Linked DNA regions of Mus musculus: region 2 is linked to region 1. A link is a contact called in public Hi-C data. All regions are on one chromosome and are shown on one strand. The core of a region is the stretch at or near the end of the contact, and the rest is flanking DNA. Distances in the headings are between cores, read along the strand shown. Region 1 has its middle 27 kb from the start of Gm32776. Region 2 has its middle 29 kb from the start of Gm32830.

Region 1 (2,616 bases), core at 51-2,550:
GAGACCCCCCCAGGGCGTTGCCCCCACTGTGACTCTGATCATCCTGTGGCCTTGGCAGCAAGGCTGTAGAAGACCGGATGGGTCTTGCGGTTCAGGAGTCCAGCCTGGCAGTCTCTATATAACCTTTGCGAGACGCCTGCATATTTCACCCTTCCAGGCGAGCACTTTTTTTTTTTCTTTTTGTCATTCCAATTTCATTTCCGGGGCTGTGTGGACTGCGGGCTCAGCAGTCACTCCGGTCTGAAGTGACTCCTGGGACCTCCTCACTGTTCTATATGCAAATGGCCTTGCACCTGGGCAGCCGAGCAGGCTCGCAGACAGTTTAGTTATGCAAATCTGATTGATCGAGAGCATATTGCGGGAGCTTGCACAAGGCCTGGGACACTGGCAGCTATATTTCACTGGCTAAATTCCTGAAGAAGGGGGGAGAAATTAAATGCCAGGCATTTTGATGCATATTCCCTTCAACCCCTGTCGCGCGGCAGGGCTTTGCCTCTGAATGCGCTCAGCACTCGGGTTAGAGCCACTAATGCAATTTTTGCACGCGGGGTGTGTTATTGCTGAATTAACAGAAGGCTTGTTTTCCGTGTAAAAAGCCAGTCGCTGAGATGTCGCTAGCACAATAGGTCTGTCAGTCGATTTGAAATAATTCCCCAGGCAAACGCAGTAAAGGCAGTGTTTAAAAAAAAATAATAATTAGGTCCTTCGGCCTCCAAATGCTCACCCAAGTGAAAGGGACCCCAAGCAAGTTCCTCCGACTCCCTCCTCCGCAACAAAGGTAAAGCATACCGCAGGGACCCTGATTACACATTGTCATGCTGTGTGGAAAGCGCTTGTCTGTTTCCCAAACACTGAGCTTGAAGAGGGAGATGGAGCAGCCGACAGCCGCAGCTGCCTGGGAGAAAAATAAATTTTAAAAGAAGAAACTCGAATCTGCTTAAACTAATAAATTCCTCATCCGACACCTTGCATTCATGCATGCTGAAGTCTGAGGCTCGGGAGGCCCATCCGGCTGCACGGCATTCTCCGTATTGATTTATAATCACTGATAAATAAGATAGACCTACACCGCGCACGAGGGCTGCAGAAGAGGGAAAGGGATTTTTTTTTTTTTTTTTTTTTGCCAGTGTCTCTCCCCAGCACCGGTGCATCGAAATTAAAAATAAATCAATGTTATGTGCGGGAGAAGAAGATGATGGGAAGAGATAGGAAGAAAGAGGACTACATTTTTGCCTGGTGTGTCATCCCTGGTGAATGGGACAGGAAAAGCAGATCTCGGCCCCTGCGGACCCTGAAGAGAAGGTGGTCACGTGTGCAGCTTGGCTCGGGGCTTCCTCTGCTTGCGAGATTGGGTGAGCGTCCTGAGCTAAGTTAGCAAACGCGAACTTCACTCATTCCCTGACGTCAGTCACGTTACCTGCTGCCTCAAACGGCTCGGACGACACAGGAACGTGGACGCTGTCGGCTCCGCAGAAGTCACGTGGACACACGCTACTCCTGTGGACATTCGCAGCAGCTGCAAAGCAAAGGAGGAGAGGGAAGGGAGGGGGGGGGGAGACAGAGAGAGACAGAGAGAGAAGAGAGCAGAGGGGGGATTCTTGGGGATAAAGTTTACAGAAGTGCTGAGCTTAAATCCTTCCTTTGCCTCTACCCTAAGGTCTGCTCTCTTGATATGGGAATCACAGGGTGCGGTCTTCCAGCACTACAGGGTCTTTCTCCAATCGGTGAGTCCCCGAACACTACCTGGACACTCATCTTGAGAATTTGAAGAATAAACCTCACAGACCACAGAGCGAGAGTTCTGCAAAGAAGTTTATTATTTCTTCCAGCCTGCTCCTAGCCCGGAGATGTTCAGATAAGCTACACACGTACACATCACACACATTCCGCAGACACGTATGCGTACATGTGTCTCTGTGTGCACATGTATATATGCTCATGCTGTGTACAGGGAGCAAGGCTGAGCATGGAAAGTCATGTTTGAACCCGCAAGCACACATACCTCAATCACACACACACACACACACACACACACACACACTCTCTCTCTCTCTCTCTCTCTCTCTCTCTCTCTCTCTCTCTTTAAAAATGCCTATCTTGACAGGCAAAACGCAGCCAGGGGGTCAAAAGCAAAGATCCTGGGAAAAAAAATCAAGCGTACTCCCTCCCGACCATGGCCCAGTGCGCCCCTCCCATCAATGACTAACAAAAGGGCCCCAGCACTTTGACTGACAGAATTCTTAATTGTATCCACTCATTCATGACAATTTGATTAAAATATTACACCATAGTCTCACCCCCTGTTTGCTTCGATCCTCCAAATCTAATTTTGAATTTTCAGAAAGGAGATTACTCCCACAAGCATGACTGAGGCACTATTAACTTCTACTTAATCTTTATTACTGATGTGAATTTAACATATGTACCTCCGCGCCCGGCCCCTGCTGTTTGCCTCCAAAGTAACGAGGAGGCGATACACAAGCGGTGGGCATGGGACTCTGCGCTCTCCTGTCCCAGTCCAGACCACCCGTGTCTGTGGAGAGGTGGCACCTTCCCACTCACTTCAGGATGGGGGCAAGGAACCTTCCACCTCTACCTCGTAGCCACCTCCAGACC
Region 2 (2,616 bases), core at 63-2,562, 200 kb before region 1:
ACCTACGTGAAACATTGGACACCCTGGGGAAACAGAGACAAGAGAATTCTTGGGGCTCTCTGGCCAACCAGTGTGACTGAATCAGGGAGCCCCAGCTTCTGGTAAGAGACCCTGTTTCAAAACAAGAAATGGTTCCTAAGCAATAACACTCGAGGTTGACCTCTGAACTCCACACTCACCTCTAAGCAAGCGTGAGCACACTCACACACACACACACACACACACACATTTATGCATTTATAAAAACAAACGGCCAGCCCTTGTAGCCTGCTTAAATGCAGAAACTTAAGGATGCAAGGAAAAGATTGCATCCTTTCTCCTTGCAGAGTCTCATTCTCAGGGCCAGACAAACACCAACCTCAGCACGACATAGTCGTTTCCAGGGTGAACCGAACCAGGGTTCACTTTTGCCAGAGTCCAACCTGGGCCTCTCTCTTTGGGATGGGAAGCAGAGCATCCATTGCATGATGTATTACTTATTTTAATCAAATACAATTTTTTTCTAATTGTCACTGCTCCGGCAGCCTCACGGGGGCTGGTCTGACTTGTGTACACCCGTGACAGGGGAAGCGGCGGCGGCAGCTGCTTTGTGCCGCCCGCCCGTGTACGGTACCTCTCCAGTCTTGTCAGTCACAGCTCCCCTAATTACAGAACATCTGCTTGCTGTGGCCATTAACACTCCTCTACCAGCTTGTCTGGTTTAATACCAGTGACTCCTGACCTTCCCCAAGGAAGGCGCTTTCTGTCAAAATTTTCCCCCAAAGAAGCCAATTCGCCACGCAAAATTTGCACTTTTTTTTTTTTTTTGTGAAAAACACTACCTTACTAAAGGCTTTTGGAAGGAAATGGGTTTGACGAGGCGTCAGTGGTAAGGAGTATAGAAAACCTGTTTCCCTGCCTTATTTGGTTCATATTTGCATCTTTTGAAAATAATGATAATAAAAAAAAAAATGGGAGTCATTTGAAGGGTCAGGACCGTAAACTTGGATGTTCCCCAGCCCTGTCTACTGTGTTCCTAGGCCTCCAGCTAGGGGGCAGTGTAGATGTCCCCTCGCTCTCTCTCTTCCCACCTGCCCCACACGGGCTGGCTGGGAGACTCCACTACCTTCAGCGTTATTAGTTGAATCATAGGTCCCGCTATGATGCCCTTGTTCCCTGGCATTAAAGAGCCCCAAAGCTCGATAAAAGACGTTCCCAGTCCCTGGGCATGATCTAGAAGCAGCCTGCCCCTCAGAGAACTTCAGACGGTATTTAAAAGGCTCTGCAACCTCAGCCTTCTGAAGGCAGGACTCAAGGCAAGGGCATGCGAGGAAATCCAAGCGCGCTCCTTTTCGTTAGAAGTAACTATGGCAAACGTGGTTCCCAGCTAAGGACCCCGCTACAGATTCCCCCAGTGACTGTCCCACCCATCCTGGGAGTCCCTGGGTGTCCTGCGATAGACAATAGTGAGGGTGAGAGGAAAAGACAAACAGATTCACTTTAGAATCTTCCCCAAAATGATCTGAGTGGCTGTTTGTTTTGTTTGTTTATTTTTTTTTAAATACTGCTTTCACGGTGTTTTGATAAGGCGGGTGTTCTCTTGAAATAAGTGTTTGTTAAGTAAGAAAGAGTTCCCCGCCGTTCCCGGGGAGAGCGAGCAGTCTTTTACAAAGCCGCTGGACTTTGCTTCACAAACGGAGAAAAAGCGGTGCCTGCTGAAAAGCCTGAGCAGGCAGGCAGTTTGGGCTGGATGCTGGCTTCCCTGGTCAGGGTGGAGAAAAGCAAGGCAGTTAAGAATGGGTTTTGAGTTCACACACACACACACACACACACACACACACACACACACACAGACACACACACACACCTCCCTAAAGAATGCAAAGTGACCGCGACCCAGGCTCAAGTGAATCCCAAAGGAGAGAAAAGTCAGTAAGGAAGAATAATCCAGAAGGTTGCTGGTTTGTCAAGCAATGTCTTCAAAAAGCATCCTCCGCACTTGGCTAAAGGGGGTTTCCTTGGGCACCCCTGCCGCTGCCAGTAGTTAGCACTGCTTGTCTGGAGACAGAGCAGGGATGGGAGGCATTGAAGGGAGAAGGGGGAAGGGATAAATGGGTTTAAAAAAAAATACACACACAAAAACACTGCCGAAGAATACCTGTAAATACTTTGTTTTAAAAATGCGCATTTCCAATATAAGACACCATCTTAATTGCGGACTTCTTCAAAGCACCTATTGGAGAAACGGTTTAACAAGGGGGGAGCGATGATCTTGTAATCTCGACAATAAAAGCGCTTCCATCCTTTGTATATGCTGACTTACAAAAAAAAAAAAAAAAAAAAAAAAAAGTGCTTCCAGACAACAAAAGATGGAGCCGTAATTACATAAATCTCTCCATTCTTGATGAAGACACAGTGCAACATGAGCAAATCAATAGAGTCTCCGAGGTAATTCTTGTTTTTCTTATGAGCCCAATGCAAACTTGTTAAAATTGAATTCCACTTCTTGTGTATATAAAAAAAAATAGGATTTGCACAAATCCAGAGGAAAAGAACATGTGTTCTGTAAATGTTTAATTTTTTTCCTGTGCTACTGAGGAGGTTTGCAATGGAGTAGTGTGATACCAGGATCTCCAC

What was found. Hi-C and Micro-C count contacts between places; a contact is called where the count stands out from the background.
Region 2: a contact with region 1 is called in a Hi-C map of cerebral cortex, with 2.2 times the contacts expected there. The contact joins two enhancer-like sites. A contact is called at or near these places in 2 of 484 Hi-C or Micro-C datasets (cerebral cortex and ganglionic eminence) and 1 of 115 datasets of contacts at active chromatin or transcription factors (embryonic stem cells).

The regions. Positions count from the first base shown.
Region 1 is chr12:106,173,050-106,175,665 of GRCm38.p6, reverse strand. No RefSeq gene overlaps it. Among named protein-coding and RNA genes, the nearest start is that of Gm32776, 27 kb to the right of the region's middle. Within about 2 kb of position 1,300, at least 66 of the 459 cell types and tissues checked have an H3K27ac peak or open chromatin away from gene starts, as enhancers often do. A contact at or near this core is called in cerebral cortex and ganglionic eminence, where this site is marked.
Region 2 is chr12:106,377,952-106,380,567 of GRCm38.p6, reverse strand. No RefSeq gene overlaps it. Among named protein-coding and RNA genes, the nearest start is that of Gm32830, 29 kb to the left of the region's middle. Within about 2 kb of position 1,312, at least 29 of the 459 cell types and tissues checked have an H3K27ac peak or open chromatin away from gene starts, as enhancers often do. A contact at or near this core is called in cerebral cortex and ganglionic eminence, where this site is marked.